2 separate regions of the Canis lupus genome follow, and region 2 is linked to region 1. The links are chromatin contacts, called in public Hi-C maps. All regions are on one chromosome and are shown on one strand. Each heading gives the region's core, a stretch centred on a gene start, on an enhancer-like site or on the middle of the called end of the contact. The rest is flanking DNA. Distances are from core to core; before and after follow the strand shown.

Region 1 (6,547 bases), core at 248-2,747:
GGCCAAATAAACAGGTCTAGAGACAAAGAGAAATGCGTTGACCTATTGAGGTTATATTCTTGAATGGGGGAAAAAAAAAGGTAATTTTACTTAGGAAGGGAGAGAAAGGAGATTCACTGGCAAGAAAAATCTACAGTGTTCAGATTTTTCCTTTCTACAATGTGTTATTTTGCTGCACTTTTTCCATTCAGACCAGGGCCTTAGAGATGATTAATCTTAAACAAGTCAAGGGATCTTTAGCAAGCAAAGGCTTTCTAGGGGTTAGCAGTAATGAGGGTGCTATAAGGGATCTTGAGCGAACCACTTTCTAGACCCCTGGAGCAGAGCCCTGATAACACCCTGCAACTGTCTTTGAATTAGCAGCATAGGGAACTCTGATCTGGACTCAAAGGCTCTTTCCCCAGCAGTCATGAACTTGAATCCAGGTTACAATTCCTCTGCTTTTCGTCACCTGGAGTGATGTAACAAAGCCTGAAGATGGCTGGAGGAGGCACTAGCCTCTAACAATGCATTCTGGGGAGAGAGGAAGAGACTCATGTAAGAAACAGTATCTTTTGGGAATAAGAATTACCCGAACGTTTGAACTGATAATAATACACTTGCTATTTCTTTTCTTTTCTTTTCTTTTTTCTTTTCTTTTCTTCTTTCTTTTCTTTTTTCTTTCTTCTTTTCTTCTTTCTTTCTTCTTTCTTTCTTTTCTTTCTTTCTTTTCTTTCTTTCTTTCTTTCTTTCTTTCTTTCTTTCTTTCTTTCTTTCTTTCTTTCTTTCTTTCTTCTTTCTTTCTTCTTTCTTTCTTTTTTTCTTTCCTTCCCTCCCTCCCTATGTCTTTTAAGCTTTGTATCTTTATTTGTTCAATTTATTTATTTATTTATTTATTTATTTATTTATTTAGTTAGTTAGTTCATGTTAATACTTGAGAGTTCACAGGGTCGGCTTTAACTTGCTTAGACAATTAATATTTTCCTTGTTTCTTGTAGGAATTCCCAGAGACTCCTAGTGACTTTCTTCTGCGAATCTCGTGCTTTCCCAGAGTATATCTGACTTCCTGAAAGCATTGTTAATAATAATAATACTTTGCTTTCTAAATGCCCTTCAACCACAGCAGCCTCTGCTAAGAAGCTGTAACGGGAGGGAAGACCCACATGGCAGCCAGGCCGGGGCTCTCTGCGGGCTCCCGGGCTTATCATCACACAGCAGGCCCAGAGTCCCCCAGAGCACCCAAGGCTGCGCTGGCAGGTCAGGTGGGAGGCACCGACAGGCTCCAGACGGGTCCTCGGACATCTCCCCGTCAAGTCAAACCCTTTTGCTAAAGACAGGGTTTTATTCACACAGTAGCGTGAATAAATTCATTGGAAGTCCTGTGAGGGGTCATCAGGGTCACGAAGAGAAGCAGGCGAAGGGCGCCGGGGACCTTCCTCAGGCCGGCTCAGACCCATTCTTCCTGGGGCCCGAGCGGGAAGTGGATCACGCGGATCCAGCCCAGAGGAGGCATCCGGGAGGCGCCGGCGACCGGGGAGCCCATCCGCAGGTGGGCGCCGGGCGGGGACTGCGCAGGGAGGCGGAGCCGTCCCGGGGGCGCGGGCTGCCGCCAGGCCGCACCCCCACCCCACCCCCCCCACCCCACCCCCACCCCCCCACCCCACCCCCACCCCGGCGCGCCCCTCAGCCCCCGGAGGAGCTCGCGGACACGCTGCCAAGGCCCCTCCGCGCCCGGTTCCCGTCCCCGGGCCGCGGAGATTGGGGAGCCCCGCTCCGAAGCGTCCCCGCACCCACCGCAGCCCCCGCGCGGCCACGGGGCGGGCCGGTCACGCAGGGCGGCGGGAGGAGGGGCGCGGGAGCCGCACGGCCGCGGCCTCCCGGGGCTTGGGCACGCGCGCCCCGGCCGGCGCCCTCCCGCCCCGAGCCGCGACTGGCCGGGGCCGGGGCCGGGGCCGGGGCCGGGGCGGGGGCCGGGGCCGGGGGCGGGGCCGGGCGGGGGCGGAGCCCGGCCCGCGGCCGGTGTCAGGTTGCTCCGGTAACGGTGACGTGCCGCGGCGTGGGCGGGGCGAGCACGCAGGTTGCATATTTTAGGAAGTGAGGAGGAGGCGCGGGCTCGAGCTGCGGCTGGGTCTGGGGCGCGGAGCAGCGGCGGGAGGAGGCGGACACGTGGCAGCAGCAGCAGCGGTAGCAGCCCCAGCCCCGGCCCCGGCCCCGGCCCCGGCCCCAGCCCCAGCCCCAGCCCCAGCCCCAGCGGCGGCGTCGGCCCGGGCCGCCGGCCGCTCGCCCTCCCGCCCGCCCGCCCGCCCGCCCCGCGGCAGCCCCAGCTCCGTGCTCCGCGCTCCCCGGCCGGGAGCTGCTCCGTCCTTGCCTCCCTGGTCTCCGGCGACGGCACCGGGCGCCGGGCACGGACCTCCGCCACCATGGGGAAAGGGGTGAGTGCGCGGGAGCCCGGGCGCGGGGCGCGGGGCGCGGGGCGCGGGGCGCGGGGCGCGGGGCGGGGAGGAGGGGAGGAAGTCGGGAGGCGGCGGCGGAGGAAGCGGCTCGGCGCGGGCGGGCGGGCGGGCTTCACGGACGACGCACTCTGGAAATGGAGGGAGCGCGGCGGCGGCGGCGGGGGCCGGCCGGCCGGCGGGGGAGGGGCGCGGACCCCGGGGCGGCCCCGGCGCGCTGCGGGCCGGGGGGCTCCTGGCGGCGGGCTCGGGAGGCGCGGGCCCGGGGCGCCCGGGAAGGAGCTGCCGGCGGCGCCGCATCCCCGGAGCCGGCTCCCCCGCCCCCCCCGCGCCCCCTCCGCCCGCCCTCACCTCCCCATCTCTCGCCTTCCCTTTTCCTTCCGCCCTCCGTGCCCGGAGGAAAGGCGTGCTCCTCCCCTTCCCCCGGGGCGCGCCGCCGGGGCCCCTCCCGGGCTGCCTCCCCGCCGCCGCCGGGGTCCGGGCGCCCGCGGGGGATCCGACGCGGGGGGGACCCGGGGGCTGCGGCTCCCGCTCCCGGAGGCGCTGGGGCCGAGCCAGGTCCCCGCAGCGCCCGCCGCCCTCCCCTAAAGGAGGAAAAAAAAAAAAAGCTGGCTTCCCTTCACTGCGGAGCCGGTCGTGCTGGCTGGTGCCAGAAAGGGTGTGTCTTCACCGCCCTAAGATGGCCTTTAAGGTATACTTTTGCGAGCTTTCATGGGACGCTTTCCGTGAGCACTGGATGCGCCCTGGGGCGGCTGGAGTGGTCATTTCCCTGCTGGGGAGGGGTGTGTAGAGGGTTTTGGGTTTTTTTGTTTTGTTTTGTTTTGCTTTTTGAGGGATGAGCCTGGAAGGAGGACAGGCTGACCCACCGGGGCCTCAGGGCGCAATAAACCCGAAAGAGGACTGCAGGCGGCGGGCAGTTCGCGGTGGTGGGGAGCGCCGCGCCGCGGGGTCCCCGGGCAGGGGAGGGGCAGGGGAGGGGCAGGCCCCGGCCCCGGGAACGCCGGGGAGCACCGGAGCCGCTGCTCGCCCCTGTGCTTCTGTGACCCGTAGCCGCAGCCCAGGACCGGGTCTCAGACCCTGATGGAGCCCAAGTCAAGTTGAGAAAAGTTTATACACGATAAACCGCCCCCCAACCCCCGCACACACACCCCCGTATCAATTCGTGGGAGAAAATGACCAGGCCGGAGGACCCGGGTAGGAGAGAGGCCGCCCCGTTATGTCCAGGGCTTGCACAGTGCGGGCTTCCAGGAGGTCTTTGGAGGTTTTCAGGGCTCCGCAGTGTGGCCTGAGTGGTAGGGGAGGAGGCAGGGTGCGTCTCTGGGGATTCTGAATTTTGGATTTTGAGGGAGGTCATAGGAAAGGCTTGGGCCCGGTAGGGAGAGTGGCGAGAAGTGGAATGCACCCTGGTATCTTTTAAAAAGCCCAGATCGTGGAGGGCTGCTCCGGGTTACAGAGCCAAAGGCGAAGAGCTGAGTGCCAGTGCCAGCCTCTACTCCCGATATAAAAGTGGGTTAGTGGCCTGTGCTTGTACCACACCATCAAACCCGAGGTCATTCCCATAAAGAAGCCCTTTAAGCTCACCCCTTCATCTCCCCTCCCTCAAAAAGGGAAAAAGTTGATAATCCAGAGCTGGACATTCCTGCTTTCGGGGGTGTAGTGATCACAGCTACTTCCCCCGAGGCCTAGGAAGGTGAAGTGACTTGCTCAAGGTCAAATGGTTGGTAAGTGACACACCAGACAGGCTTGACTCCTGAACAGCCTGTGGTCTCCCTGGCCTGAACACTCACTCCCTTAGCATCACCTTATATGTAGAACTCCAGCCTTATTCTTCAGATGAAACTGGGGTATTTGTGATATTGAATTAGTGGAACCGAGAGATGTTTGAGTAAGTTCCTTCCACATGTCTGTATGTGTCTTTCATAACCGAACACACGCGTGAGAGTGGTGAAAGATCTCACACACCTGGGTTGTGGAGGCTCAACCAGCCTGTCCTACGGATCCTTAATAAAACGCCAGTGGCTGGCAAACACAAAATTGAGTTATGGCTGGTTCACAGGAGGATATGCTCTTGTCTGCTGGGTCATAGTTAGTGTTTTGGGGACTCTGATAAATTGAACATTAAGGGGGGAGATAGATGTGTGCGTGGCGATTCTGCTAGGATAAAGTTATATCCCCTTTGTCCCCAGTGACTTACTGTGATGGTCCAAACGTTCAGAAGGAAATTTTATGCTGAAATGTTGGGATTTTTCCACATGGGGATTAAAATGTGGGTGGAGTGGTGACTAAAGCCCTGCTGATAATTGGTTAACCAGGAAGCCTGTGCTGGCAGCTAATTTTTTAAGGTCATTGTTAATTTTTTCCCCCCCTCTTCCCACTGCCTTGGGGGCCTAGGTTTTGATGCTATTTCAGGTGATTTTATTGCTCCCTAAAAAGTCTAGTTCCTAAGCTCTTGCTAAGAAAATGAAAGAACAGCTCCTGCTGAATCATTCCTGGGTGAAATAGGATTTTGTGCCTTTTTTTCACATTGGGTGTTGCTGCCAGTGACTTGGCTTAAATCTGCAACCCGCCTGCCACCCACAACTATTTGGTTCACCAAAGGTACACAAAATTTCTCTTTTCTCAAGTTTACAAAAGCTGGGGGGGGGGGGGGAGGGAGGGAAAGGATATCACCAGGTCGTTCTGTGCGATTCTCCATTGTTTGAATATTAACTTAGTTACCTAGAAAATAAATCCTAGCCTATGGGTGATGATTTCAAGAGGAGCCGAGGGAAAAAGATTGAAGTGAAGGTTACAAGGGATCCGCATGTCAGCAGAAATCCTGTTCCTATGGGAATGTTATCAACTGCCCTATTGGAGTTCAACTTGAAAGTGTGACTAAATCTCCTCTGGCTGCTATAAAGCTCTAGTACTTTAGACTGAAAACACTATAAGGCAGAGTCCTCAAGGGTGGAAAGTTGCCCAGGCCTGGCCAGGAGCAAGTGGAGCACTGACAGGAGGAACTGTAGACCAGCCCTGGGGCCGGACCAGAGGACCCGGATTGCATCACACTCTTCTTGCCTGTGGAAGTGTTCAGTGTGTGAGCGTGACAGTTCCCCGGCCCAGGGTTCTTTCTGTACCCGGTTCTGAGGGTGTATCCTCTTTTGGTAACTTTCTGTTTGTTAATTTGTAGTGTTCCCTGCCAGTAAGTTTGTAACACTCTAGTGACTCACCTTTAGGGTGGGAGGGTAGGAAAGGGGGAGGTGTGTCTCATCCATCTGAGAAGGCTGAGAATAGGCCAACCCCTGCCGCCCTCCCCCTCATCAGGGGAGATGATAACAAATTGGGTAAACGTTCATCCAGGTGAGGGCTGAGACTTAAAACCTGCAGACCTCTGGACGTGTCACTGCTAAATTGCCTTAAAAAAAATAAAAAGTGACCTCAAGATTATAAAGCACAATAGACCTGGTACCCAGGCCCACTCCATCCAAGTCTTTGGTTCCTGATTATTTTAGCAACAAATTAGGTTGGGTGACTTCCTGCCCAAATCAGCTGTGTTCTCTCAAATATATCCCAACCTAAGAACGAGAAGAAAGCTTTAACTATTGCAAGGGATTTGTATGCAAAAGTATGTAAAATTAGTTTGTTCGTTTAAGAACAAAAAGGTTTTAAAAAGTTTCTCTTTTTAAGAAGAGAAGATTCTCAGGTTCTCAGCTGCAGGTTCTCACTCAGCTGGCCCTTCGGTAGACTGAGGACCAAGGGAAGTCACCTCTGTTCTGTCCAAAGTGTGTGTGATGCAAGCAAACCTCACAGCTCTGGGCAGGCTTCCCAAGGATTTGGCACTGAGGGAAAATCAGATCTTTAGAACCTGTAGGTTTCCTGTTCATCAGTTAGTCTTCAACACTTGAAAACTGGAGAATTTTTCTTTCACCTGAAAAACCGTTGAGGATTGAAAATAATAGGAAATACTATTAATTACCCTCCAGAGGAAAGCCAAGTGGACGTATCCCTTGACATCACTGACCTCCTAACTTAATTGCATCTTTGAGGTTTCATCTACTTTCACTTTTCATCTTTTATTTTTCTTTAAAGTCTTTGTAAAAGTCTTGCGGGGGGGGGGGGGGGGGAGGAAAGGTGCATGG
Region 2 (6,765 bases), core at 2,066-4,565, 120 kb after region 1:
CTCTTCCTTCCATTCTGTTTTGCTGTGAACCTAAAACTGCTCTAAAAATAAAGCCTAATTAAAAATATTGCTGCAATAAAAATATTGCATTCAGATAGCATTTGTTTTGCTTATTGAGTCTTTTTTAATAATTTAATTTATTTATTTGTTTGTTTGTTTGTTTGTTTGTTTATGCCTCTCCCCTTAAATTTTTCCAGCCAGATGCCTCATGAGGTCTGTCTTCTAGGACACATGTGGCAGGAGCTACTACTCCTTGTGCAGGAGCCTGATGTCGGCTATCACCTGAACTACGCTGCCAGTCCTAAAGCCTCCCCGCTGCCTCCCTGGCTCTCCTGCTCTTGCAGATTTGCCTCCTCTCCCCTCCAGGAGTCTGAGCATATTGCATATTGCTCTTTCAGCTCTCTCTCCCCAAACTCACTCTCTCCCCTTCACACCATCACACCTCTCCTGCCACACTCAAGCTGTGGTCTCTGCACTCTGCTCTATCCACCTCTCCCCTCCCTTCCACTTACAACCAACTTATTTTTAATAGAAGAAGTTTTTAAATGCCTGTCTGCTCTGAATCTGTCATTTGGGCAGGAAAGGGACAGGTTCATTTGTTAAGTCAAAACATCTCCCCCACAGAAAAGTGCTCCATATCCTCTACAGATCTCTCTTCTGTTTCCTTCCCTTAGAAGTATCCTCTGGACTTCCACAAAGTGGTTGTAGAATGAGAATATGGGCTGACTGCAGTGGGGCAGTCCCCATCTCTCATGGCTTCCTACCCACCACGTGCGGGGTGCACACTCCAACCCACAACCTCTGAGGATTTCCACACATCCCTGTGCTGCTCTCATATGACAGAGCACCAGAGGCACTGGCAGATAAAGTTACTCCAGTCAATCCCATAACCAATCAAGGACAGAACAAAGATTTAAACCTAAGTTTTCTGACCCTCAGTCCTGTGTCCATTCCATGACCCCATGAGCTCTTCCCTCTACTACCTCCAAACCCCCACAACCTCCCCCAGGAAATCACGTTATGGTTGGATCAGATTAGCATGGGCTAAGACTGATGTTTCTAAAAAGCAAACTTTTAGGTTTAAAATGGTCAAGAGATTCTGTAGGTCCCCGTAGACACAGGCAACCACTGAGAGAAAACTCTCTCACTTTTTCTCTGGCACATGAATTTATTCAGCAACTTCTTTGCAGCCCCTTGCAGAGCCTTTTACAAATTTCCACTCACAGCGCTGCCAAAGGATGAAATGCACCAACACGGCCTCTGTGACAGACTGCTGTGCGCTTTAAAAACACAGACACAACACCAGTGAGTATGTGTGTGTATTATGTTTCTCAGCTGAACATCCTCAGAAGCTAGGGACATGGGTTTTCTACCCTGGCATGCAGGCTTTGTGATCCTGGAGCTTGTGGGAGGGCAAAGGCCTGCAGAGAGGCCATTGTTTTCCTTGCCTTTGCTGATAGCATGAGATCAGCTCAATAACGATGGCAGATCTCCAAGACCAAGCAAAAGAGCCACTGGAGGTACAGTAATGGGAAGCGGTAAACCGTAGAAGACACTTGTAATCTAACCAACAGAAGTTGTGCCTTTTCTGGGAAATTGAAGTCTTGAATGTTTGAATGCCTAATGGGTTTGGAGGCCTTGGTAAGTGTCTGGGAGTGAATGCCAAGACCAAATGAATCATTGTGGCCACAGGCCACCTCAATGCATATCTGAGATCCCCAATGGGAATGACTGTAAAGACTCCATGATATGGCAACCCTAAAAGCAATTCAGATTAGGGAGGTAGAGCATGCCCATCCTCAGTGCTCTCTGGGGCTCACCTGTTACAACATAACCTTTTGTCAAACACTGATACAGGCGCTTCACAGAAGTCATCTCAGATTATCCACACCATGACATCAACGGAGCTGGTATCATTATACCCCTACTTTCAAGATGGAGAAGGTAAGATTCAGAGAAGTCAAGATCATGCATCTATTAAGTAGGGGGGGTGCAAAATCCAAACAGTTCTGTCTGACTCCATAGCACATCCTCTTAACTATCCCACTCTGTTGACATCAAGCTCTTGAGCACCAATTACAGCAGGCATCCCCCGCTAGATGTCACCTTTCATTCACTCATTCAACACTCAACAACACCTAGTGAGACTGTGCCAGGCCTTTTGCTTGGCACCAAGCCTTCCTTAGTGAGAGAGACATGAACCATGTCTTCATGGAACTTGGCATCTAATCAGTGAGTACCAAGGTTGCCTCTTAAGGCTGGGTAGTTTGGGTCCTACACAAAGGCTCCTGGCCAAGTAAAAACTAAAACTCAGCTCATATCCTACTAAGCCATGTGCCCACAGAATCACATCCTCCAGAAGAAGCAATTTTTTTTAAAAACTTCCCAAAGCATTATATGGGCTATGTAGAAGTGCCCACCTCCCCTATACTTTTTAAGCCAATGTCACTCTGGGTGATCTTTGTGAGTACCTACAGTGCCCAGGGAACGTGAATCTGTACCAGGGCAGATTCTGCAGAGTAAGGAGGTCAACAGCAAAATCAAGAAAATGTAGCTTGGTCCATTTGACCGCAACCAATAAGGACCACACCCACTTTCAGGAAATCTTGGCCAATCAATTATGATTCAAAACAAATCCTCCCTCCACCAAAAAAAAAAGTACCTTGATAAGTAGAATTTCCCAGAATTCCCAAAGATAATACTTCTATCTCAGCAGAGGGTTCAGCCCTAGCTCCGCCCTGGACCTGTAGGCCTTCTCTCCAAAAATGTCATACCCCAGGGAAGCTGAAAGGAAGGCTTCAAGGGATAGATACTATTGCACAGAACAAGTGAGAAGAAAAGTCAAGGTGACATCAAACCCAAAGCCCAGTGTCCCTGTGAACAGAAACAGAGATTAAAGGAAAAGTTTTGGGGAAGAGGAATGAATTTTCTGTGTGTGCCAACTTTTAGGTTATAAGCGTATAATGGCTTATACTTGTGAAGCCTTCATGTATAAGGCATATTACATAATTCTTACAGAAACCCTAATATGATTCCTTTGTGATAGATGGGGAAATGGCTAACCAGAGAAAGAAAATAATTTGGCCAAGATCACATGGTCAGGAAGTGGCTTTGGTAGAAAGTGGCAAATGAGAGTCTCCGTGACTCAAACATCACATGATTGACTTGCATGCTGGCTTTGAAGGGGACATCCTCAGCCCTAAGATAAAGATAAAGAAGTGAGATAAAGGGAATGTGGCTAAGAAGCAGTGAGGCAGATAGAGACAAGGGAGAGAAGAGAAGCAAAGGTAGCAGAGGGCGGGCCCTAGTAACTTTTCCTGGGTGATAAGGAGAGACAGTTACTACCACCGGCTATAAATGGAGTTGATTGGTGTCAGCATCTACAGTAGAAAATGTTCTAGCCAGACAGGACCTTTGTGTTCTCACCCAGCCCTTCCTGGACAGCTGAGGAAACAGAAGTCCTGAGACCTCTAATGGCTTTCCACAGGGCCTCAGAATGTTCTAGAAGCAGAGCCATGGCCAAGCCAAGGGTCTCCTGGCTCTCAGGCCTAATAATTTCCACCACCCTTTATGGTTAAGGTTAGTATCACCAGTGACCGTGGTGGTAAAAAGCATCTGTGGTCACCCACCAACCAGTCATTTAGGACATGCCACCCTGGCACCCATCTCTGTGTGGCTTAAAGAAAACACTGCCCGGTCACAGGAGGCCCTTCCAGATCAGTGAGTCACAGCCGCCCCCCCCTCCCCCCCCCAGGTATCCTTCTTCATCAGCCCTGCCTTCAGAGGCTCCCAGGCCCTTCTGTCCCACCACCAGTTAATGTTTCACTTTGGTGAGACTTTAGGGAACAAAGAACACAGAGCTGGCCTTGAGGGGCCAAAGGTAGGCCGCCAGTGGTGCCCAATGTGGCTCATAAATAAGAACAAATGTACTTTGGATAAGAACCGGCCAGCCTCCTGCACAACAGCTGGGGCGGCTGTTCAGAGGAAAGTATGCTATTTGTACCTGCCTGGCATTTGAATTAGCCTCACCTAACACGCTGCCGTCCCCGCTGCTGTGAGTCACGCTCCTCATTCACAGGCAAGGGGTGGCCTGGGGCAAAGGGGAATTGCCTCTCTGTGCCAGCTGAGGGAACTGTGGGGCCAAGGACTGGCATTTCCAAGGACACTTCCTTCCCCGGGCTGAAAGGGCTTCGGATCAGGAGAGAGCATTCGTTAGTGATGCCAGCCTGATTCTTCTCCATCCGGTGCCTCCTCCAACCCTTTGTAATTTCCCCTTCATCCAGGCTCCTGGGCAAACACTGGAGTCTAGCCTGCTGGTGGCTTAGGCTGCCCTGGAACGGTTTCCCAGGTGGGAAAGCCGATGGGAGCACCACGGGAGCGCAGCTCCCAGATGGCACCATGTTGCTCACCCTGCTGCACCTGTTCCTTGGCCACAGTGCATCACAAGGTCATGTGCTGCCGACCGAAGGGCCCAGGTTGTGGGCCTTTCTTCCCCACGCCCGAAACCGGCCTCCCTGGGAGATGCCACCTACCAGTCCTCCCTCCTGCTGCGCAGTTAAGCATAGTTCTGGTCTGGTCTGATTCAAGAGTATGCCGGAAACTGAGTTCACTGTGGTGCAAAGTAGCCTTGGGAGGCCCGGCCCAGGCTTGGGCCCCCCTCGTCCAAGGATCCATAAGAGGGGGCTCCCAGAGACTATCTGGAGAGTTGGCTTCGCCCCACAGTGGCCCTGATATTTCCCATCCATCTCAGGTCCAGGGGAAAACTCCAGCTCTGCCCCTGAAACCAAGCGGCACTTGGAGCCCATCAGACTACAAGTGTCAGGAAGGCGCTAGGTCTCCCTTCCCTACGCTCTATTCTTCTCTTCTGCTCCCATAACCTTGTGGCCCCCTGGGGGGTGTGGTCAAGGGGGCTCTGGCCCTAGTAAATACTAAGGTACATTTTGAAAGCTCATCCAGCCATGAATGGCTCAGCTCCCCAGCTGGGCCACAAGCTTCTGAAGGGTCCGGGCTATACCTATACCCTTGTGCCCCGACACAGCGGCTCACAGCTGGCACGGAAACAAGGACTTCAGATGCACTTACCACATCCCTTTGGCACTTAGACTTGGCTCCTTGTAGGCAGAGACTTCTCGTCTCTGCATTTCTGCAGGACCTAGCGCCAGCTGTGACACAGGGTAGGTACGTCATCAGTGCTGTTCATTTGACTTGTCCCATTGGAAGGAAAGTCTTTGTAAATGATTCAACGCATGACATAATGGCCATAGACAAGGCCATCTGATGCATTTGAAGCTTACACTAACAGATGTAGGGCGGCAGATGCTGTGGACACATGGACTGAGAGATAAATTCCACCTTCAAGAAACGAGTGACCTACTTTAGAAATTATACTTTTTCCTCTTCTTTGTGAGCAAAGATGAGTCATGCATGTGAAGGCATGGGATTTCAATGGTCTTCCCAGTGGAAGGCATGGGCCTCCTGCTAAATCATCCCTTCCTTCCTTTGACATTTATGGGTGTCTACTGTGTGCTTATTGAGTATTCCAGGAGCCCAAGCTGACCCTGCACGAAGGGCTTACAGTCTAGTCTGATGGGGTGAGGTTACGTCCACAACCAACTCGTTCCACCACACAGATAGGCGCTGCTTTAGAAAGATGGTCTAAGTGCCCTGGGAGTAAGAAGAGAGTAGATGAATTCCTCCCAGGATAAGGAAGGGAGGACGAAGGTCATCCGGAAGGCCATTAGAAGGAGATACAGACACAGATGGACAATAGAGTGTTCTAGTCCAGAGGAGCTTAACAAAGGTTTTGAAATATAGCTGTGCTTTGAGAATGCAACTACTATGGGTGACACATGTGAGTGGGGAACAGGGCATTTTATTTCTAATAAACTCACCTAGTTTCATGGACTCTTCTTGGAAATCAATGCCCAGATTCACTTATCAATCCCAGAGTCCAGACATGGGTGAATAGGATTTTTGAGAAGCAGGGTAAAATTTGCACCTGGAACCCAAAGACACCCCACAGGGGCCTGGCAAGAGGCTGGACCTGACCATGTCCCCCAGCACCGACCAGCCAGGAGTGGACAGACCTTCTCTAGTTCTTTCCCTCTCATGGGTACTAAGAACCTTATCATTATTAAAGCTGTAAAAAATGCCAAACTTTAACCTTATTAAAGTCACACTGTTCTAGTCTTGGCAACCCTAATGGGATTTTACAGCTGGAATCCTTGAATAGCCCAAGGTCTGTCAGGGTCTGTGATGGGTGACTAATGTGATCATGTTGGGAGGTGGCCTACCCACATTCCCACCCTCCCCCTGCCCAGCCCCCACCAGGCTCACTGTGGCCTCCTGGAACGGTCTCCTGTTTCGTCTTTACGAATGGAAACTGAGAAATTTCCACTATCCTGGATCCCAGAGAGAATGTGTGAGTGTGCCCTATAGCACTCACTGGCTGACACATTATTTTTCTCTGGATTAATGAAGCGCAGTGAAACTTTTAGCTGTTACTGTAATGATTAATACATCTAATCAATTCGGCAGGAGAAGCAAACAGGAAAGTGATACAAGGGCCAGCAGAGGAGGGGGTAGAGGAAAAGTGGGAAGGGAAGTGAGAACATAAAGAAGAGAAGGAGGGGCGCCTGGGTGGCTCAGGGGTTGAGTGTCTGCCTTCGGCTCAGGATGTGATCCCAGGGTCCTGGGATCCAGTCCCACATTGGGCTCCCCGCAGGGAGCCTGCTTCTCCCTCTGCCTGTGTCTCTGCCTCTCTCT

The links. Hi-C and Micro-C count contacts between places; a contact is called where the count stands out from the background.
Region 2: a Hi-C map of liver shows a contact between it and region 1, with 2.1 times the contacts expected there. The contact joins two enhancer-like sites. A contact is called at or near these places in 4 of 9 Hi-C or Micro-C datasets (amygdala, blood and liver).

What each region holds. Positions count from the first base shown.
Region 1 is chr17:54,343,929-54,350,475 of UU_Cfam_GSD_1.0, forward strand. No RefSeq gene overlaps it. Among named protein-coding and RNA genes, the nearest start is that of ATP1A1, 9.5 kb to the right of the region's middle. Within about 2 kb of position 1,498, at least 16 of the 20 cell types and tissues checked have an H3K27ac peak or open chromatin away from gene starts, as enhancers often do. A contact at or near this core is called in liver, where this site is marked.
Region 2 is chr17:54,458,471-54,465,235 of UU_Cfam_GSD_1.0, forward strand. No RefSeq gene overlaps it. Among named protein-coding and RNA genes, the nearest start is that of CD58, 77 kb to the right of the region's middle. Within about 2 kb of position 3,316, at least 6 of the 20 cell types and tissues checked have an H3K27ac peak or open chromatin away from gene starts, as enhancers often do. A contact at or near this core is called in liver, where this site is marked.